4 separate regions of the Mus musculus genome follow, and all the other regions are linked to region 1. Evidence: chromatin contacts called from public Hi-C data. All regions are on one chromosome and are shown on one strand. The core of a region is the stretch at or near the end of the contact, and the rest is flanking DNA. Distances in the headings are between cores, read along the strand shown. Region 1 holds the start of Tox (thymocyte selection-associated high mobility group box). Region 2 overlaps Tox (thymocyte selection-associated high mobility group box). Region 3 overlaps Gm33646 (a long non-coding RNA gene). Region 4 overlaps Gm33462 (a long non-coding RNA gene).

Evidence for each region. A called contact is a pair of places that touch in the nucleus more often than the background predicts.
Region 2: a contact with region 1 is called in a Hi-C map of the N1E-115 cell line, with 3 times the contacts expected there. The contact joins the enhancer-like site here to the promoter of Tox in region 1. A contact is called at or near these places in 4 of 39 promoter capture datasets (hippocampal neurons, liver and maxillary cranial neural crest), 1 of 484 Hi-C or Micro-C datasets (the N1E-115 cell line), 3 of 115 datasets of contacts at active chromatin or transcription factors (embryonic limb bud, forebrain and stem cell-derived neural progenitor cells) and 2 of 9 other capture datasets (adipose tissue and embryonic stem cells).
Region 3: a Hi-C map of the MNK3 cell line shows a contact between it and region 1, with 4 times the contacts expected there. The contact joins the enhancer-like site here to the promoter of Tox in region 1. A contact is called at or near these places in 8 of 39 promoter capture datasets (the HPC-7 cell line, HPC-7-derived erythroid cells, frontonasal cranial neural crest and 4 more), 1 of 15 datasets of contacts at CTCF or cohesin (CD8 T cells), 10 of 484 Hi-C or Micro-C datasets (the AML12 cell line, the MNK3 cell line, cerebral cortex and 4 more), 9 of 115 datasets of contacts at active chromatin or transcription factors (DN3 thymocytes, the SCID.adh cell line, embryonic forebrain and 6 more) and 3 of 9 other capture datasets (adipose tissue, liver and pancreatic islet).
Region 4: a contact with region 1 is called in a Hi-C map of liver, with 2.7 times the contacts expected there. The contact joins the enhancer-like site here to the promoter of Tox in region 1. A contact is called at or near these places in 2 of 39 promoter capture datasets (cranial neural crest and liver), 3 of 484 Hi-C or Micro-C datasets (double positive thymocytes and liver), 2 of 115 datasets of contacts at active chromatin or transcription factors (DN3 thymocytes and the SCID.adh cell line) and 2 of 9 other capture datasets (adipose tissue and liver).

Annotation. Positions count from the first base shown.
Region 1 is chr4:6,988,008-6,993,456 of GRCm38.p6, reverse strand. Tox (thymocyte selection-associated high mobility group box) reads left to right here and starts at 2,621. Exons shown (of 9, transcript NM_145711.5): 1 at 2,621-3,067. The coding sequence starts at 2,966.
Region 2 is chr4:6,755,415-6,760,863 of GRCm38.p6, reverse strand. The region is part of intron 3 of Tox (thymocyte selection-associated high mobility group box); the gene reads left to right. Among named protein-coding and RNA genes, the nearest start is that of Gm11802, 58 kb to the right of the region's middle. Within about 2 kb of position 1,998, at least 1 of the 459 cell types and tissues checked has an H3K27ac peak or open chromatin away from gene starts, as enhancers often do. A contact at or near this core is called in the N1E-115 cell line, where this site is marked.
Region 3 is chr4:7,196,852-7,202,300 of GRCm38.p6, reverse strand. Gm33646 (a long non-coding RNA gene) reads right to left here. Exons shown (of 6, transcript XR_390373.1): 2 at 4,777-4,823. Among named protein-coding and RNA genes, the nearest start is that of Gm33646, 7.4 kb to the right of the region's middle. Within about 2 kb of position 3,015, at least 14 of the 459 cell types and tissues checked have an H3K27ac peak or open chromatin away from gene starts, as enhancers often do. A contact at or near this core is called in the MNK3 cell line and regulatory T cell precursor, where this site is marked.
Region 4 is chr4:7,142,080-7,147,528 of GRCm38.p6, reverse strand. The region is part of intron 1 of Gm33462 (a long non-coding RNA gene); the gene reads right to left. Among named protein-coding and RNA genes, the nearest start is that of Gm33462, 11 kb to the right of the region's middle. Within about 2 kb of position 3,203, at least 23 of the 459 cell types and tissues checked have an H3K27ac peak or open chromatin away from gene starts, as enhancers often do. A contact at or near this core is called in the SCID.adh cell line, double positive thymocytes and liver, where this site is marked.

The DNA of each region.
Region 1 (5,449 bases), core at 1,372-3,871:
TCACTATAATACTTTCTAGCTCCATCCATTTTCCAGGTTTCATTTTTCTTTTACAGCTGCATAGAATCCCAATGTGTATAAGGGCCACATTTCCATTATGATTCACCTCTCAATGAATGAGCCTCTACTTCCTTGCTATGCCCAGTTTTAAGTATTGATTTTGTTATTATTTTGTTTTTCATAGCCATATGCAGCCCCCACCCCCCTTTGCTTATTACTATACAAATAAATGGCTGGAGAAATAATTGAGTAACTCAACATGCTATGGACAGAACTATCTCATTTTTAAAGTAGTATTTACTCCAAAGTGTAGCCACTTAAATTTTCCTTAAGTGGAATGGAATATTACTACTCAGTAAAATGTAGACCTTGAGTAGGATGTTAGACAATGGTGGGTATTTAAAGTTATTATATTGATGACCATGCTTTAGTGTTAAGCTCTCTCGTGGTTAATGTACTTTTAGCTCAAATTCCTTAGCATGCAGAGCTCTCATGTTGACTCCACAGACTTCCTGTGAAAGAAATCAGGTTGCTTGCAGAGGTAAGACACAGGTTTCTGGCCCTTGGGTTTCTCATAATGGTAGTGGAAATACGTGATGTGGTACCTCCAGTATGTCCAAGGAGTCAAGACACTGACAGCAAGGACCATTCCAGCGATAAACCAGCCCATCTTTCTGCTGGCCCGAGGGCCAAACAGAAGTTGATTATGAATCCTAGGGAAGTTTATAAACCTCAAACTTTATACAGTATAATTTGTTGATGACAGAAACTTGAGATTACGTGTTTATTTAAAGCTACAGACTTTTTATAGCCCCACCCACTTTAACATCTACAAATGAATTTTAAAATCGGTGCTATGAAGCCCTGAACCTATGTACTTGTTATTGTAAAGACCTTTAATAGAGGAAAGATCACCCTTTCACTTATTTTGTGACTCAGAGGGTTTGAATGCAGAGTGAAAATCCTTCCTCATTTCTAAAGCCAACATCCATCACATTACTCTTAAGGTAAGAAGCTGTGTTCTTCCTACCCATAAAAGGAAGACCTGAGGACAACAGTTTAAGAGAAAGAGGCTACCATGGATGGAAACCAAAGTCAAGGAAAAGTTTCCAAAGGCCTTTGCATAGAGGAGAGAACCCCAGGATGCTAATTTACTATCCTTACAGGGCATCTGTTGCTTCCTCAGATCTTTGCATTTGACTGGTGCTCCTATTATAAGGGAAGAGAAACCTGGAAAAGGCTGCAGAGAGCTAGAGAGTAGCTGGCTATTACCCACCATGTACTAAAAACGGTTTGGGGTGGGGGATGGGAGGTAACAAGACTGTTTCCATATATTCTTTGACGCCAGAAACAGATACCTGTGGACATGAATTTTCCACTTTTTTACAGGGTCTTAGGCCCCTAAGGTGTGAAGCAATCAGGAATTCACCCTTGAAAGGTAAACATTGCCCACCCCTATATTAACTTCTCTCTAAAGTCTTTCTCAGGGAGAACGTAAGATGTCCGCTGGACAGTCATCAGGGTCCCAAAACTCTCCCAGATGCCAGGGGACACAATATTGCAAGTTTTTGGGGTTGACGAAGTAAAGCAAAATATGGATGATATCTTTATCCTACCAACAAAGAGAGCCCAGGGAAGCAGACAGCTGATTCGTGAAGGTTGGGGTGGGCAGTGGAGCTCCAAGAGTGCTACTGGGAATCCAACAGTGAAAGTATAATTCCAAGAGGCAAGTAACTAGCCCAGATGTGTTCCCTGTAGCGCATGGTGTGCTGATAACTGTTTCCTTATTTACCCTTCTAAGCACCCCTGGAGTCTTTTTTGCTAGTCCCGCAAGGGCAGGCTCAGCCTCTGCAAACCCTCCCACTGAGAACCAAAGCCGAATGCCGAGGCTCTCTGAGCACTAACTCCAGGAGCACCGCTCCTCGCACAGAGATCAACTGGGGTCCCTTGGTCAGCTGCACACTAGAATGGGGCAGAGGTTGCGCTCCCTGCAGGCTCCCGAGCAGCGCCACAAGACAGCCTCTCCTCTACCTCCCGCGCGGGGCAGAGGTTGGCAGTGCAGCTAGCGGGCAGGAGTAAGTGGTGGGGGGCTCAAAGAATGGGGTGGGGCGGGGGTGGGGCTGCGGGTGCTGGGCGGGGGTGCGCCACAGCGCCCCCTTGCTGTGCGAGCCCCACGGTGCCCCAGTCAGCCTTTGCTCAGTCTCTCCAGCCCCTTTGTGTGATTGTATCCACCTCCATGGCACCCACCCGGGGGTGCTGACTGGGGCACTGACGCTGCCCGGGGTCCCGCCACTACTGATCGAGCCGCATTCCCTTCTTCTGCGTTTGTCCCTCGCCTGGTTCTCGGTCCCCAACTGTACCCTCTGGGCCGCGTCCAGCCTCTGTCGGCACCCCGCCGGTCCGGGGCACTAGTGTCCTCCGATCTTGATCTCCCCTGCAACACCACACACACTCCATCACTCCCCCATCCCAGGCCTCTAACGTGGAGAAAAACTAAAAGCAAAGCAAGGCAGAGTCTCCAATAAAACGCCCAGTACCCCGAGCCCGAGCGCGAGTGCCGGGCGGCGAAGGGCGCGGGAGGCGGGGATGGGGCGGCGGGCGGGGGGGACAATGAGCGCGTGAAGTTACCTGCCCGGCGGCGGCGGGCCGACAGCGCCGGGGCCGAGCGGACCAGGCAGGCTGCGCGCTCGGTGTGGACGGGTGCGCGCCACGGCTTGGGGGGGAGAGTTGAGCGCTTTTCCACCCTCTGTTTTTTTTTTCCTCTCTCTCTCTTTTCTCTCTCTCTTTTCTTCCTCTTCTTAAACAAACCACAAACGGATGTGAGGGAAGGAAGGTGTTTCTTTTACTCCTGAGCCCAGACGCCTCTCTGTTCCGTCTGAGCTTTTTTTTTTTTTTCTGAGCACTTTTTTTTTTTTTTTTTTTTTCAAAAAGGAAAAGAAAAGGAGTTGCTTGATGTGAGAGTGAAATGGACGTAAGATTTTATCCTCCTCCAGCCCAGCCCGCTGCTGCGCCCGCCGCTCCTTGTCTGGGACCTTCTCCCTGCCTGGACCCCTACTATTGCAACAAGGTGAACACTCTGCTTTTGTCTGCACCGATTCTGGCGGCTCGATCCCGGGAGGGGGGCAGCGGTGGCTGGACCGCGATGGGGCCCGCTGGGCGGACTGGGCCGGCTCGCAGAGGCCCGTCCCGGGCGCGCTCGGTCGCAGCCCGCGGCGGCGCTGCGTGCGCTCGGGTAGTAAATATTGTGGAGCAGCTCCGGGGGTTTGCCAAACAACGCGATTGTGCGGAAAGTGACACGATTTGCTCGGATTCTTTCCTTCCTGCTGTTCGCCACTAAGGATCCCTGCTTAGGTTTGCCGGGAGACATTTAAAAAAAAAAAAAAAAAAGCGAGAGATCGAGAGAGAAAACCCACGGAATACTTTGGGGGTGTGTCTGGGGTCTGGGAACTGAGGCAGAGTAGGAGAATTCAGTTTATATTCTAGTTCCTTCTTCTCCCTCCCTTTCTTGGACAGCGGGGGCTCGTGGCATCGCTTCCTTGCTCCGGATCACTTGCCAGAGGAGCAGCTAGGAGTCGGGGTGCAGGGACCCCGGAGGATCCGGCGTTCCCACACCGTGAAAATTATTCTGTAACTCTTTTGTTTTCTGTTCCGGCCGCCGAACTGGAGTTCGGACGCTGGCCCTCGAGACCAGGACGCTGTGGGCTAGTCGCATTATGATTTGGGGGAACAGATCTCGTTTGGGGGGTGTGGGGTGTGGAAATAGCAAGTTTACAGGAAGCCAAGCTAGCGCTTTGCATTCAAGTGTAAAGCTCCGACGCTCTTTGCCTGGCTGAAGCAGGGTCCCTGGCTGGGCTACATCATAGTCTGCTGACTTGGGCCACACAGGACAGCGGAAAGGTATTTAATGCTGGTGATCCAGAATGAGAACTCTGGCGAAGCTGCCCCGGAGCTCAGCTTGGCCCAAGGATAGGACAGCCAGGAGTTTCTAGGGAAGTAATTGCTCTCCTGGCTTCATGCACGCAAAACCTGAGAGGGACACGGAGGGACCGGAGGGATCGTCTCCAAGAGCAGCCACAGGCCACATCTCTCCTCTCCTGGGGCTTGGTGGATTTGTCTAAGCAGTCCTAGCTGATAGAGGTTGCTGGGGACAAGAAGGTCTCTGAAATGCATGGCAAGCCTTTTGGACTCCCAGTTCTTGCTTGATAAAAACCCCCGGCAGATTCTTCCAGTCCTTTCAGGCACTTCACTGACAAGTAGATTAATTCTTTGGGGAAAGTCTTTGAAACTCCCAACATTTGTCTCCTGAGGAGTCCTCACTTTAAAACGTGATGTAGAGGTGTTTAGCACCCCTGCCTCCTGGACTCTCTACTACCATACAGGCTAGTAGTTCTCAGCTCTCAGTCTTGATTATTACACACACACACACACACACACACACACACACACACACACACACACACACACAGCTGTGAGTTACAAAGCCTACAGTCACGCCACAGAGAAGCAACTGGGTGCCATGTCCACTGTAATATTCAGTAAGAGTTGTGAGCAAAGGTTAGTAGTTAGGCAAAGGGGTAATACAGGTCTTGAGGCCAGGGGCAAGTTGAACTTCAGCACGCACAGCAAAGTTGGTGAAATGAAGTTTTACACTGCTGCTAACACCATTCTTGCAGCCTAGAATATATTTTGACTTTAGAACTAAGGGCTTTATGCTTGATATTTTTCCCCCCTGATAACCAGAATACCGTTACTTTTTTCTTTAAAGTAGAAAGTCTGTCTTGGAGATTAAAGACCTGTTCTGTAGTTGTTACCAGAATCAAAAGATTGACACCATTTTTGGCAATAAAACTATACAAGTCCTATTACATTTATCAGTGAATTTGGGTTCCAAAAAAGAAGGTAATGACTTGAATACACATTTCACTCATTATTTCTGTGATAGTAGGGTCAGATTTAATTTAAAAGTTAAATGCTTTGGAAAATCAGGAATTACTTCAATATATTAAATCATTTTCCAATTTAAGTGCCTTAAATAATTTTAGAGGGTTGTGCTGTGAATTGAATGAATTAATTTTGAAAGTCTTCACCATTTCTTTACTAGTCCATTGAAGTTCCTTTTAAGTCACCCTGTGTGTAAGAAGCAAACTGTTCTTTTTAAATGCAAATTAGCCATCCTTTCTATAGACTAGTTGTAAGACTTCTATTTAACTTAGATGGGGAATAATGGATTTTTAAAAATGCAAAGTCATAAGACTTGTTTCTTCTAGTAGAAAAATACCTCCTGGAAAGGTTTCTCTAGGGACTCTTTCCCTATCCATCTCTGTGCCACAGTCTATCAAATATATTTGTCACTGCTTCTTGATTGTACTAAACACACTGAGAAGGTTTCAAGATCCCACAAAGCCCAGGCACTTGTTCCCTACCCCATGGTGATTTGCACTGGTGTAAA
Region 2 (5,449 bases), core at 749-3,248, 230 kb after region 1:
AAGTGCTAAAATTATAGGTGCACACCACCACACACATAGCTCAGCCTATCACACCACAACTCCCTCTCTGTCTCCTTATAAGAAGGTGGGAAGAAGTATTGATTCAAACTTAGATTTTTGTTGAGAACAAGAGAACCCAGAATCTCTTGTTGTCTCCTAAGTTCCCACCAATACTGAGTAGAGGAGAAAGGCTCGGGTTGTTGAGGGGAAGAGAGCGCAGCTCAGTGGAGGCCAAGGCCAGGCTTCAGGAGCATCCCAGAGCATAGAGATCCTGCCTCGGAAACCATCAAGCTCTCTTAAAATTCTAACCTATTTTCTTTGGCTTGCCAAAAATCCTTTAGAATCTTCTATCCCTCATTCGTCCTGAGCTTCCTTAAGATTAATAAGGTTTATTCAGTTCTCGATTTCAGTTGGCTTGAAATAGTTCTGGATCAAGAGATTAATGTGGAGATAAGTTGTACCCTTTGAGAACAGAAAAACCATCAGTCGAGTTCTATTTCACAACAACCCTAAATATACAGCCGCATGTTCTTGGCTCAGTTCCGTGATGCTGATTTGTCTTTGATAGGGATTCTGTCTTTCTGGACTGTTTCTGAGTCCTTTAACATTTTCAGGGCCTTTGTCTGTTTTTCAGATGAAAATAAGCTAAAAGGTTTGGTTTTTCCTTTCTTTCCTTCATGCCTTCCTTTATAAAGAATATTACAATTTTCTTCTCTCTCTCTCTCTCTCTCTCTCTCTCTCTCTCTCTCTCTCTCTCTCTCTCTCCCTCCCTCCCTCTCTCTCTCTTTCTGTCTCTCTCTCTCTCTCTCTGTCTGTCTCTCTGTGTCTGACTCTCTGTCTCTCTCTTCCTCCCTCCCTCCTCCCCCCCCCCGTCTTTTTTTTTTTTTTTTGCCTGTAGACAGATCACCATCACAGTAATTGAGTTGGGTAAATTCAGGAGAGTGAATAGAATCTCATTTCCATTAAAAGCTACACTCGTGGGCAAAGCTTTCCAATTAGAATTCTATAGAACTGATGAGGCTTTGATATTCAGGACATACATAAGCTACCCTAGCCTCCTAGTGTGATAGCTAAGAATCATAGCTTTGCCATTTCCTCCTTCAAAACTCTTCCTTGCAACTCAAGCTTGCTATCTGTCAAATTCATGGCCTCTCTTTTCACTAGATTTTGTTGTCAACATGATTTTTCTTTTTAGAATGACTTGAGAGTTGTGAGAAATTCCTACATTTTCTAGATTGTTCCACTGCTGGAATCTGTCCCAGGTTTTTCTTATAGTTAGACTGAGATAATATATATCTGACCAGAAAACCGTACAGAACTGCCATTTTAATCACAAAAGAAAGAGAGGAGGGGGAGAAGAATGGGAAGGATAGAGATGGAGAGAAAAAGAAGAGAGAAACACGACATAAAGAAAAGGGGAAAGAGAGAGACAGAGAAAGGAGGGAAGAAGGAAAACATGACATGTGATAATCTGAAAACTACAAAACTGGCTCCTCTGTTAGTGATGGCCTCTGAGTTGACTGCAGACACTCAAGCGAGAGCCTGGAAGCCCTGGCTTCTGGAAACCTTTGACACTAGGCATTGGTATTTGACAGTTGATCTGCTCCAGACAGGGTGACCTAAGACAGCACCTCTGTCATCCTCATTACCCTGAGCAACCAGAACACATAGTGAAAGTGATGAAATCAATGACCAAGTTTTCTGAGGCTTTTTGGTTTTAATGTTGCAGGCATTCCCCAAAGGTCCCTGAATGTCTGCAGTGAGCCAGGCCTGGCAGGGATCCGAGTGCATGTGTTATGCCTGTATATCTTCATACACCACCACATGGGTGGCTGGGTCCTCTATAAGAGCAACAAGTGCTCCTAACCACTGAGTCTTGTCTGTAGCCCCAGAATCATTGATTATTGTCAACAGAGACTCAAACATACACTCATTTTGTGTAACCTGTATACTAAAGAATCTTCCAGTATCACATTGTTGTGAGTAAAAGGCCATCCTCATGTAAACTCCACTGTTTTTGCACTGTAACAATATCTCATCTAAACTACTCTAGGCTGAAGCTAAGTAGAACGGTGAGTTACACCATAAATTACCTAAGTAATCACTTTTTAAAAAATCCTTAGTATTTTTAAGGGATCTCTAACAAGGTCCAACAATGTATGTAGTAAAGATGTGCCATTCTACCAAAATTACCCAATTCTCACCTGGATATGGGGATGATCAAGAGAAGATGCTACAGATGGTGAGTGGATGTCACCCTGAGGTCTGTAAACATATTAAGTTGTTAAGACCAGAGAGGCAAGTGCAAGTGCTAGGTAGGCCTACAAAATGCCAACACCTTATTTTTAAATTGTCATTTGCTTTGAATAACTTTTGTTCATTTCCCAGACAGCAGGAATTTCTATGCCAGCATCCATGCCTGTTCTCCATCCTGCTCCATTGACCTGTTTGCTCTTTACCAATAGGTTCAGTCTGCAATATTTTGCCCTTTCAGCAAATCTTTGTGAATTCAACTTCAGATTATGCTGTGTGTTTGAGGTCCTTTGCTTTCCCCTGTCATTTCAGAGTCAGTACCTATAGAATTACTCATGGGGATTTCATTGGAATTTTACTGAAGCTATACATGAAGTTGAAAAGAACTTGACAACATCCAATACTGAGAGTTCCCACCTGTGAACACAGAGGACTTGCCATTTATTTAGATAACAGTTCATTTTCTTCATCAATAGCTTGTAATTTTCTATAAGACTTAGACATGTTTCCTTAGATTTATACCTAAGTATTGTATTTTTAGAAGACTCTTATAAATGGTGTTTTTAAATGTTCAATGTGCAGTTCTAGTGGCTGGCAAACAAAGAAGCATCACACCCTGCATATCTGTTATGTTCGCTTATTGTTTTCAGGTCATTTTTGTTGTTGATGCTAATTCTTTGTGATTTTCTATGTGCAAAAGTAAGCCATCTGTGACTAGAAAGTAATTCCTTCGTTATCTCTTTCTTTCTTTCTTCTCTTCTTCTTCTTCTTCTTCTTCTTCTTCTTCTTCTTCTTCTTCTTCTTCTTCTTCTTCTTCTTCTTCTTCTCCCTCTGTCTCTCTCTCTCTATCTCTATCTCTCTCTCTCTCTCTCTCTCTCTCTCTCCCCCTTCTATGTAACCAATTTCTTCCTTTATTACCTTAGGCCAGACATTCAATGCACTGCTTATTGGGGTGAGATGAAGTCCTTGTCTTGTTTCAAGTCTTATATGAAGTTTCCCATCACTGGTGTAATTTTAACTGTAGAGTTTCTATCAATACTGTTTTTGGTTTGGTTTGGTTTGGTTTGGTTTACGTTTTTCTTTTGTTTTTGGTTTTGTTTTTCAAGACAGTGTTTCTCTGTGTAGCCCTGGCTGTCCTAGAACTCACTCTGTAGACCAGGCTGGCCTTGAACTCAGAAATCCACCTGCCTCTGCCTCCCAAGTGCTGGAATTACAGGCATGTGCAACCACTGCCTGGCTCAATACTGTTTTTAAAATAGTATATTTTTATCAAGCTGAGACAATTCCTTCCCACTGAAGGTCTTTTATTGTTTTATCTTGAATAAGTGTTAGGCTTCACCATGTGCTGTTTTGTTTATACAGATGTGATCATATGATTTTTATACAGATGTGATCATATGATTGTTATACAGATGTGATCATATGATTTTTTTTTTATTTTACTGATACATCAGATTTTACAGAGAGCTATGTGAATGATGGTTACTCTTATACACCTAACATTCCACTTGATTATGGAGTATAAGTCTTTTGTGTAGTGTTGGATTAAATGTGTGAATATTTTATTGAGTTTCCATTTATGTTATTGAGAGACACCGGTGTATAATTTTTCTTCTTTATGCTCTTAAAGAATAAATTATAACGTCTTTTACTCGTTTCTAGCTTGGGGAGGCATTTCAAGAGCTCTGGTCCATTTCTTCCATAAATTTTGGGTAAATACCAGTGGCAAAGGTGATTTCTTTCATGGAAGATCATTAGTTACCATTCATTTGCTTTGATGGGTATTGGGTAGTTTATGTTATCTGTTTCTCTTAGTGAGTGTGTTGTTTGTGTTGATTTACTTCAGTGAATTTTGTATATCACATATATATATATATACACACATACATATATATATATATACATACACATATATATACATACATATATATCTGTATATATATATTCATTTTAAGCATGTTTGTTCACTTTCCCCTTTAATTACCCTTTTTGTGAATGAGTTGTCAGAACCCTTCTTTGTTTCTCATATCCACAGTTTGCCCTCTCACCTTTTTGTTATTTAGCCTACTTGATATATTAACAATTTTATAGATTCCCAAGTCACCTAGTTTTGCTTTGTTGGCTCTCTGCTGCCACATTCTGGGGTCAGCTTCTAGGGTCCTGCTCCAGTTTTTACTGTTTTCTTCTACTTCTTCATGTTCAATTGCTCTTCTTTCTCCAGCTTCCTGAGACAAAAGCTTGGGTGACAGGTTTTATATTATTCTTATTTTCTAGTATGTCCAGTAACTATTTCTCTCAGCATTGCTTTGGTTGTATCCTGCAAATTGTGTCATGCTTTTATTTTTATTCAGTTATTTCTGAAGTTAACACACACTGAGAAATTCTAAATAAGTTTTTAATACCTTTGAAAAGGCATTACGCTCAAGTACCTTTGAAATATTTTGGGGAGCAAGAATTTCTGACATTAATCAGTGTAGTGTCAAGACAGATAAAGAGAACCCTTCCTTCCTTGTCTTTGATAATCAATTAATAATTCAGGACCAAAAAGAAATAACTTCCTTATTGATACCCCATCCAAAAAGCCAGCTGCACTGCTCCATTGTCAGCTGACAATTCTGTATGATTTAGACTAACAAGAAATTGCTGAGCAGTGGTCAACGCCCAGAGGTGTTGATGAGCCCTGAACTGATGCTGCTGCCATTCCATCACCTAAAACTCCTCTCTGAGACCTGTTCTTTATTGAAGTTGAGGTTGACATTTGGCAATAGACACAGAGAAGAGACTTTATAGTGCTGATAAAGCGAGTCAAGAACTGGTCTGTGCTTACTACTATACTTCAGTTTGTCCAGTAGGCACAGGGCTCTGCCATGTAGTCTATTAGCAATGTAGACTCCAGTTCTCTCTCTGGAGTTTCTGAATCATATCACTCATACTTTAATGGGATTCCTGCAAAGTTCATGTGCATCTTAAAGGTTACAGAGCCCTGTCCAAAATGAGTTTAGATTGTGTTTATGCCAGATTGGAAAGGATGGTCTTTTGATGAACTGCTCAGAGAAAAATCTCTCAAAAAAGACTGTCCTTGAATGAGACCACAGGAGAGGAACTTACTCACTTAACTCCACTCTACTAGTCCCCCCACATCTGTTCTGAGACCCGTGCGTCACCCATAAAAAGAAGCCAAAAAATATATAAAAAG
Region 3 (5,449 bases), core at 1,766-4,265, 210 kb before region 1:
ATTTTGAGGCAATGTAGGTACAAAAATAACACGTCCTGTTTAACTCCATGTGGTGGTTAATCTGCAGATCGATTTCAGCAGACCTTCAGTAAAAGCCACCCACCTTTCTGTAATTGAGACAAGCAGAGCCCTTGGGTGGTCACTTAAATGTTGATTCCCCATACATCATTTCCCACCATTCCTTTTGACTCTTCTCCCCGTCTCAGGTTTCACTTTGGCTCTCCAGCAGCACCCCATGGGGGGACTTCAGCGTGATTATGAAAAGAAAGCCTAAAGTGGGCACTATTTTTCATTCCCATTACAATCATCAGCCCATGAATAGATACTTGATCTGACACCTTCTATTCTTATTGCAATCTTTGTCACAAGAATAAGTTTTTTTTTTTCTTTAAAAAAAAAAAAATGTTTCATCCATGCTGTGAATGCCAGCAACAAGGCCTGGCCTGTGCCTTTGACCTTTCTAATGTCCTGCCACCTGATTGGGTAGCTGTTTCTCTCTCTTCTTTTAACTGCATTGAGAACTTAGGAGAAAGCTAGAATAGCCAGTCAATCAAAATGAGTCTATAAAAGGTTAAAGCAGAATAGTTTACAGTCTTTCATAGATAACACTGGCCATTGAGATTCCCATATCTTGTTCTTAGGACAAAAAAGTGGCAAAGAACCAGAAAAAGGCACAACATGAATCCATTCTCGTTACAACAATTGTACAAGAATGGAAACTGGTACAAATAGCCAATTTCTCTTCTAATCTGAAACATGGAAACTTGTAGTGCCTGTAACTATAGCTCCAGTTACTATCACGGAACTGCAACAATTCTTTTTCAGTTAATGAATTAACTCAGATGTACCACAGGGTGAGAGAGCATGAGCCACAGGTGAACCACAATCCACAATCAATTGTTTTCTACTCATTGCTTACAAGCGCATCTGCATTTCTCAGGATAAGAAGCATTCACACCCACTGTACCAAATCTACCAATAATAAACTGCTTCTGATATGTTGAATAGCTCATTTTTATAATCACAAAAATAGACGAGAATAAAACATCTGGCTATAAAAATATCACTGGGGTTGAATAAATTTAATTCTTTATTAACTGGCCTAAATTGTTAGTGTCCATGAAACGGAGTAGAATGAGTTAGCATTTGGTGGACTGGTGTAGTTGGTACCATGTTGGTCAGGAGTGCTGATACAGACTCTGATAGATGAGGAGCTCTGAGTGGTGTACACTGACACCCTAACAGATCAAAAGCATCCTCATCTCTAAATTGAGTATGGTAGAGTGAGTATACCTGTAATCCAAGCACTTGGAATGTAGAAAGTAGAAACTATCTGAGGCTACCCTGAGCAAGATACTAGTTGGTAAAAAATAAACAAACAAACAAAGGAAACTCTTATCTTGCTTTTTAAAACATTTTTCTGTTTCAAAAGCTATACAGAGGTATACTTCTTAAAAATCAAACTAAACAGAGATTTTAAACAAACTTGCTACGTGTTTTTGCTTACTCGGCTTCTACATTCATTCTTTTCATTTTGTGTGTTCAGTAGTTTAGGATAAATTAGTCAGTGGATGAATTAGTAGTTTAGGATGAAATACCTTGTGTAGCCAGTCACTCATGGCTTCAGTACTTGTGGGTTTTCTCAACTGTTTAGGGTTGCTTTTTCTACTGTATATGTTTCTTTTCTCAGTGAAGCTCATAGAAGTTTATAGGCAGATGATTTATAAAGAGAATGCCTTGCAGTCCACTGGGATAGATTTGTTAGGGGGGAGATTAACCCCCCCAAACACATTAACAGTATTTGGTTAGATATATTTATAGCAGAGCCAATATTTGGTCCCTGGTCGTCATTTAAATAAAATATGAAATGTTCTTTTCACTTGTGGTAGATACTCTTAACTAGGACACCTATGAGTCAGCCAGAAGTACATAACGTGCCTGTCTGTGGTCCTTATTTTAGGGGCCACATAAGATTTAATCTCTATGAGGAATGGTTTGTTCGTGAATTTGCCGCAAAAATACTTCAACATAGGTACTTCAAGGAAGAGCTAAGAATAATTTATGGAAGATCATCAGAAATAAGGTCAAAGCTTTAGCTATCAGCAGACATACTTGAAAGAAACAAGAGAACTCCTCTGCAGTTGACAGAGGTCAGGTCAAAGCTCCACAGCTATTGTGTAATCACTAGGGATAGAAGGGTTATTTTCAAAGGCCATAACAAAATTAGTCATTTATTGTAGTTGACTGATGTCACAGTTAATATCCTTTAGACATTATAATGTCTATGTCCAAAGAGCTATTTCAGTCTGTCATTGTCCTGTTCCCCCTTGGAACACATATTCCCCTTTAAAGTGCCCCTTCCTGTTGCAATTTGAATATCAAGTGTTAATTATTTTAATATTTTAATATCAAGTGTTAATTATTTTTAACATAAGGAGTCTTACTGCTTATAGCTTTGCCTCACTGAATGAAAGAATTGACTGGCTCAGGCTATTTTTCTTTCCTTTTCTTTTTAAAAGCACTAGAAAAATTTCAAAATGTCATTTAATAAGACAGGTATGTATGATTTGTAGAAACACAAATTCAAGTTTGGGGCTTTCCTTTAAATTAAAAGGAGAAAATCGAGGGAAATAGTCACGTTGCTGTGTCAAGAACAGGAGAATTCTAGAATCAAAAGCCCCACTGTGTGCTGTATGAGCTGCAATAGGTATAAGATTAAGAAATAGGTCTGACTTTATGGACACAGCATGGTGGAAAGGTGTCTGGTCTTTGCAGGTGAAGACAACAACATTTGCCAATATCCTGGCAGTTGCAGCCACATAACATAGCATAGGGTTTACATATGCATGAGTGTACACATGTTCTCTCTCTCTCTCTCTCTCTCTCTCTCTCTCTCTCTCTCTCTCTCTCTCTCTCTCTCTCTCTCTCTCCTTGTCAGCTATGACTGTCTTCACAAAAAGATCTAGAACACAGGAAGTCAAGTTGGCTACAGTAAGCTATTCCTGCTCTGATATGGGTTGAACAGTCATATCCTCAGCTACCTTTGTGGTGAGACTTACATATTTGAGGCTAGAATCAGCTTCACCGTGGTGGGAAAATATGGAGACTCGAGAAGGATTTGATGATTTTTTAGCAACATGCAGTTTCCAATGTGCTCCTCCATATGTTCTTTAGGTTAGGCCAATTTTTTTTTTCACTTTTAAGTTTAAAAATAATTCTGTTTTTGTCTCTACCTCAAATCTTAAGTAATTATCCTCGATAAAATTATATAACTTCCAAATTTTCCATAACACTCAGAGACCAAGACTACCCTTTACATGGATGCATTCCTTTAGACAAAGGACACATGGCCCTGAGACCTTCCACAGAGGTCAGTGGGGGTTCATTCAATGGTGATCATTAAAAGCTTCAGATTGTTCTTCTATTAAAGTGAGGCCCTAGGAGAGACAGACTGCTTGGCAACAGCTGTATGCTGCTTTCCTTCCTGTTGTGTCTGCATCTGATTTCTACACCACACTGCAAAGAAAGTTCAATGCACTTGAAAGTGTGTGAAAAACACTAGCATTGTAAATCTTTGGTCCTCCTTTAAGGTGTTAAAACTAGTCTCACTTTTTTACATTATTTGTCAGGAGAGACACAACCTTTAGGTGTCCTTACAACCTAAAGATACAAAATGAGAAAAAAAAAACACTACATTTAGTTACGTAGGCACACCCTACTCAGCATAAGAAATAATGAGTGTGTGGAACTTAATGTCAGATTAAATTGCTAAATCTGACAGTAAGACTTGTGCAGTGTGCTTACATACCCCTATATTTCTACCCCAATATATCACAGTCTACCTATGGAACATTCAAAAGAATTATCCTTTAACATTTGTTGTAACTGAATTATCCTCCCTCGTATTCCAATTTTGAAGCCCTCACTTCACTGACTATATTTAGAGACTTGTACAGAGTAAATTAGCATCACATGAGGTTTACACGGGTCCTCCTTTATTTGTGCTATGCTGATAAAGAAAGCGTATTCATGATATCAGGCATGGACTTTTACTCATGGCCTATAGGAAGATGGCTATTGCAAGTTAGGCGGAGGCCTTGTTAGAAACCCACCCTGTCAGCAAATTTTAACTTTGAGATCTCTGAGCAAATGTGTTAGGTAGTTTATGACATCTAGTACTAGTGCTTCCCTGTAGTCACCATCACAAGCTAAGACAGAATTCATGATTCAGGGAGAAACTAACACAACGAATTTAACTTAACTCACTTCCATGAGCATCAGGGATATACTCCAAGTACACTTGCCTCTTCGAACAACGCGTACATTAAGAACTAGGCATGTTAGGAAGGGGCAAAAACTAAAGGATGCATCATTCTCCTCTCAACCGTGTGGAGCTTTGGAGGCTGCACAAAGTCAAAAGCAAAATATATGAAAAAAACTTTCAAACTTAAAAATGGCCATGGAGACACACACACACACACACACACACACACACACACACACACTGCAGTTAGTTTTTGTGATACAAGCTAAAAATGTTCAGAGAAGGAAGAACCCAGCAAGACAAGTTTACGGCACACAATGTTCTCTGTGTGGAGCCGCAGAAAATGCTTCAGATCCCGTGGGGTCATGTAGACTCTTTATTTCCTCTTTAACTCTAGAATCAAAATCAATCTAGTCTACTCAATTATTAACAAACTGGAGGCCTGATTATGGTAGCCTGTTATGCCAGAACCTTGGGAGACTGAGGCAGAAAGCTCACAACTCAATGCCTACCTGGGTTACATAGGGAGTTTCAGATCAGTCTAGGCAAGGTGCTGGACCTATATGGTAAAAAAAAAAAAAATGTTAAAATGTGGTTCCCAGTGATCAGCTGTAGACAGGATGCCTAGCATGCATGAAACACCCTAGAATCAATCCAGCACTGCATACAAGACACTGTCAGCATACCATTCCCTCATCTCCCCAAATTCCTTTTGGCCTTAGGCCAACTTTACTACAAAATACTAACATGTCACATGTTAGTATTAATATGGATGGTTGGCCATGGCAGATTACAGTGGAGTTTTGACTTATAGGATTCTGACCAGCAACATTGGAAGCAGCTCCATGTCTTGTTCATGATAACTCTCCTGCCACACTCAGTACTGAAGACTACAGTGACCAATCAAATTGGAGTACCTGGTTTACCAAGTAGGACTGGACCATCCAGGCTAAGAAGGGGACAGCTTGTATTCATGTTGTCATCACAAGAAAACTGAGTCCTGTGGGTGTCAGCATGAGCCCTTCCACAGGCAGCCACAAAAGAGCTAATGAAGCCACAATTTGAAGAGGTCCAAGTCTGAAATTGGACTTTCTCATTTGAGTACTAGCCTTCTCTGTGGGTGGATGTGAACTCATTCGATGCTCACGAGAATTAAATGAGTGAATGCTTATGCCATAGATAAAC
Region 4 (5,449 bases), core at 1,954-4,453, 150 kb before region 1:
CTCAGAAAGTTATGACTTGACCTAGAAAAGTGACTAAGACCATATTGCATTTCTGTCCAAGCCTGATGACTTTTGGGGCATGTGCATATGTGCGCGCACACACACACACACACACACACACACACACACACACACACACATTCACACTCACACTCGAGTAAAAGGTATGGCTCAGTCTGCTTAGGTCAAGCTATCTGCTACCACTCAAATTAATTCAATGACATGTTTATCAAAGTCATGATTTAAAAAAAACATCGGTGATTTAGCATCTAGTGCATTACATGAGCCAAGGTGGCCCCTTTCTGTTTATGTTGTTTCCCCTAAAACTGTTCTAAGCCTAGTCTTTGTTTTCATGGAAGGAGCTTCCTATACTGTAAAATGCCTAAGGAACTATTTGGCCAATTAATATAAGTATTCATTATTAATGAAAATGTTTTCCTCAGAGAGTTGCATATTGCCTGAAATTCCCTTCACTGATGTTATTTTATAATGACGGTCATGTGATACTTGGTGATTTTAGCTGAATATGTTTACATTTTTTTAAGAAATTAAAACATATGTCCACATATTATCTCGGTGGGTCTGTCCACTTAGCGCAATGCTAATTAGCCTGTCCTAGGAATTCAAGCCAGGAGTGGATGTCTTTTGCTGGAAAAGTTCAAGATTCTCTATATGCAACTCATGGTCAGCACACACGATCTATTGACCTTTCACTTTTGGATTATTGGGAAAGAGTGATGGAAACAGGGGCAGAGGTAAATAATTTGGATGACGCTAATAAATGTTGGGAAAGAAAGAAAATCAACTCTTCTTTCCTTCTAAGACATTTTATAAGAAACTCTTATGAGTAATCTCAGAACCTAGGCTCTTCCTGATCTGCTAAGTACTCAATTGAAACTTTCAACTAAATCAATTGTCTAATAATGATACAGGCTTCCTAGTAGTCAGAACAAATATCCTTTCCCCCAAAGTCCTATATTCAGTAATGTACAACTTGTATTGATATTGTATTGATAAAATAATATACACTAATATACCAGGTAGAAAGAACAAAACTCGATGCTATCTATCTCCGGAGAGAGAGAGAGAGAGAGAGAGAGAGAGAGAGAGAGAGAGAGAGAGAGAGAGAGAGAGAGGTCATTCCATTGATTGTGCCTGGAAAGAATCAAGTGCTCTATGATCTAAATGGCTTTGAGCTTATATAGTAATTTACAGGAAGCTAATGCTGAGCACTCAGGTTGGAGATGAGAGCTAATCCTGTAACACTAGAGTGTTTTTTAAGATATCAGGGAGGTTGACTCACTTTAAGATAAACCACAAGTCAAAGTACCCCATGTAACAAATGTTTCTTAAAAGGAAACATATTCCCAGCATCACATTAGAGCTGCTGCTGATGAGACCAATTTAGAAAAAAAAAAAAAAAGTTGAAATGGCAGGCAGTGCTTTCCCATTCTTTAGCTCACTTTCCCTGAGTTTTAAAACCTGACTAAGTCCTAGAGACAAGGGACCCACAGGCTGAGTCGTGGAGTCGGGGGAGCTCAAGTGCTTCTGCTAAGAGCTCTTCTCTTACCCTTCCCCTCTTTCATGATTTTTTTTTTTTTTTTTTTTTTTGTGATCTCTGATCAAAACCTACAGCTGGCAGAGATCATAGAGGACCACCTGCCAATGAATGTGAGAAGCCTGGCTTCTGGCTGGCTCCCTTCTTTATCTAAAGTCATTCTGATCATAAACAAAGGAGAGAAGGGAGCAAGAAGCAGCAAAGAGTGAGCACATTGTAGCAACTGAAGGCATTAAAAAATCATTTTTAAAAAACCAAAGGCATTTATATTTATGGATGGCATTGTTATTTACTCAGCCTTGGGACTAAGGAAAAGGAGAGGTGATTATTAAAACTATTTTCAAATTATGTGTCAAGTCTTCAAGTCACCTGGGTCTGAAATCTGCCATTTTCTTGAGGGTCTGGCTTTTTACTACAAAATGCCTTGTAACTGGATTCCTCTTAAATTTAAATAATTCCATACAATGGATAGATAGTGCCAAACAGGTCTCCTGTTACAATAGGACCTAGGGTCACATTTTAAAGACTCGGCTCCCATTACCCACTCTCTTAGCTCCCTTAGTCACTTGGCACCTGCATCTGCTATCATTTTGTCTCCATAATAAATACTTGAGTCTTCATTATCTGCACTTTCTCTGTGCATGACTATTTGTGTCTCCAACTCCACCAACATCTCTTTAAGGACAGATGCCTAACTTCTCCAAATCACCCATAATCCTTACCTCATTCCCTAGCGTGAGAATCATTGTCAGATAAAATAGAATTCCAGCTTAGCTTTACTTCAAGGAAATTGCCTGGAAAGTAAATCCACTCATTCTACCCATTTATTCAACTGGAACTCGTAAAAAAGGAGGTTCACTATCTTCCTCACATCACAATATACATAAAAAAATATTCCTGTGGAAGCATGGGCTTTTCTCTGGAGATAACTGTCTTGACCTGACAGAAACTAATTTCTCAACATACTTGTAAGCAATTCATGGAATAAAAACAAATTGTGGTGAGTTTTAGGCATGGTACCTGACTGTAATGTTATTACTTAGGAAGCTGAACCAACAGAATTATGAGTTTGAAACCAGCTTCAAAAACAATAACAAGCCACAGAGATATGGTGAAATTGTGGTTATTTCTCCTGTAAGAATCTATATACTGTTGTATTGTGACTTGCATACAGAAGTGAGAACAAGATCAAGGAGGCTTGACCCTTGCCATTGAAAAGTAAGGATTGAAAACTAGAATTTAAATACATAAAAAGTTATACTCTATGCCTAGGAAGATGCAATGGCCCAATGAGGAACCAGAGAAGGTGTACTGAAAACATGGGTTATAGTCTTAGTGTTATTGAGAAAGTCTCAACTGTCTGTACAGTGAATAATATGCAAGGTATTAGGAATAGGGTTCCAGTTGGGAAATAATTACCTTGCTGATCAGATCAATCCTTTGATAAAGAAACTGTAGTAAATAGGGAAATGGTTACCAGAGAAGATGGGAATGTGTACAAGACCAGTAGGGCAGAGTTGAGTTAAACATTAAAGGACAAGTTGAATTTTAACCAGTAGAAATCCACTGTTTGAACAAAGACTTTGATCTACAGAAAGGCAGCAATCAAGACAAGGAAGTGTTGTTAGAGTTGGATAAAGCCTGAGAGATATGCAAGAATACTGGAAGGAAGTAGAGAGGAAAGCCAGTCCTGTCCCTAGCACTAGGAGAGCAGAGTCCAAAGCATGCTTTGGGGCTAATGGGAAGAGGATTCACTAGCACGAATTGGAGAAGAAAAAAAAAAAAAACAGAACAGGGCAGAAGAGCCATAGGTGAAGTTAGAGACAGCGTTCCAAGTTTAGCAAGCAGAACTGCCCACTACCTTTGAATGTTAGATAATTAGTACTCCTTAATGTAACTGTAGCTTTTATATTTAAGGCATTTTAATACTTAAAATATGTCACTGTTCATCTGAAATTCCAGTTGCACAAGGTACCTTGTCTTGCATCAACAACTTGGTGGGAGAAATGAAACCCAAAAGGCTGTGGGAAAGTGAGCCTTGGACCTTAAACAGCTTCTCAGTGGTTCTATGGCAATAGAATGAGGTACACTGCTCACGTGAGTGTGGAGCCCTGGCTTCAAACCTGGCTAATCATTGCCTTCAAGGTCAATACAAACCCTCTCCAATTTGAAGGTTTCTCCATCATTCTGTAATGTAGGAACTCTTGCAGTAATTATTTTTTTTTTTCAAATATAGGAAAGAAAGTAGCAGGCTAACAGGGAACAGAACGACTGCAGCAACATGCACAGCAAATGATCCAGGAGGCTAAGGAACTCAGCAGACCAAGGAAGTAGAATCAAGCTACTTACTTAAAAACAAAAAGCAGGAGAATCACTGAATTTTTGGTGGACACTGGGGATGGTTCTGGAGAAAAATGTTCTTAGCAATGTTGAGAGCCTTGAGATAGTAAATGAGTGTGGGCTGGTAAGAGATTTGTTAATCAGTATAACCTTATCAATTCTTAGTAGGACAACTGGAGTAGCAGTGGATATTAGAATATGGAATTTTTTGAAAATAAATTATTAGGGAACAGAAATAACAGGTAGTCAAAGAGATAAAACACTCAATTAGTCTGGGCTAGAAAAGGAAGCCATGCATCTTAGTCAGGCTTCTTATTGCCATGACAAAGTACCATCAGACAGAACAACTTTAAAAGAAGAAAGATATGTTTAGGTCATGGTTTCAGAGATTTCACTCACAGCCATTGGCTATGTTGAATCTAGGCCTGTGAGAGGTAGAATGTTATAGTCATTGATGCATGGTGACAGAGGCTTCCCAGCATGCAAAAGAAGGGACAAAGGATCAGTGAGGAGCTACAACAATATCAAGCTGCACCCAGGGCATGCCTGTGGTGACATGCTTCCTCGGGAGTCTCTATCTCCTAAAGTGTCTGGAGCCTCCCCAAAGACCACTGTTAGCCGGATACCAAGCTGTTAGTGCGTGTGCCGTTTTAGATGACATATCACATTAACAGACCACCCAGGAAAATGACAATGAACATGGAAATGCAGAATTCATGTTAGAACGGTACAGTGCACATAAAGAATAATTTCTTATCAATCATTCCAGCAAGATGTGCCCACCAAGGTAACAGTGACATGACTAGGATCATTATCCTCTTTATGATTACATCTGAGCCCCACTCGGTAGAACAACATACATGCCTAGCACTGTATTTTTGCTCAAAAACTTATGATTGGAGAAGTCACAAGCACTAGGGGCAAATTTGCTCCTGATGTTTTGCTAATGGATATGTAATCTAAGCACCTTCTAGACATGTGTGTTTACATCCGTAGACCAGTGCTGTGTTCAGTCTTCATCAGACAAGTTTCTTTTTACAAAGAGTGACAGATGATTCAGAGACAGATAACTGTGCAGAGTGCTGAGACTAATGGACTAAATAGGGCCTCTTTAGCACCCCCTTCCAAGAGCCAGAGAGCTGTGTGGAAGAGGGTAGGGAACAATTTTAAGAGCCTGAGACTGGGCAGGGATGATAAACACTGTCTTTTGGGTATGACGCAACCATTGCAATCATGAACAGACAGTGGCAGTGACTTACCTGTATCTGACCTGCATAACAGAAAGACATGGACATGGGAAGAAGAACCTGTTTCAGAAGGAGAAGAGATTCACCAAGAGGGAAAGGAGATGAACCAGGGTAATGGGGGTGATTATGATCAAAATAACTTGTGGAAATGTATGAAACTGATGAAAACAATCTCTTTTATAAGGGTAATTTCCCTAGACAAAAATAAAATAAAATTGTTAGAATAGAAAAACGTATATACTCTTATTTGGAGAGTCAGAGTACATCAGAGAAAAATATAACAAAGGGATGTACTGACTGGGCT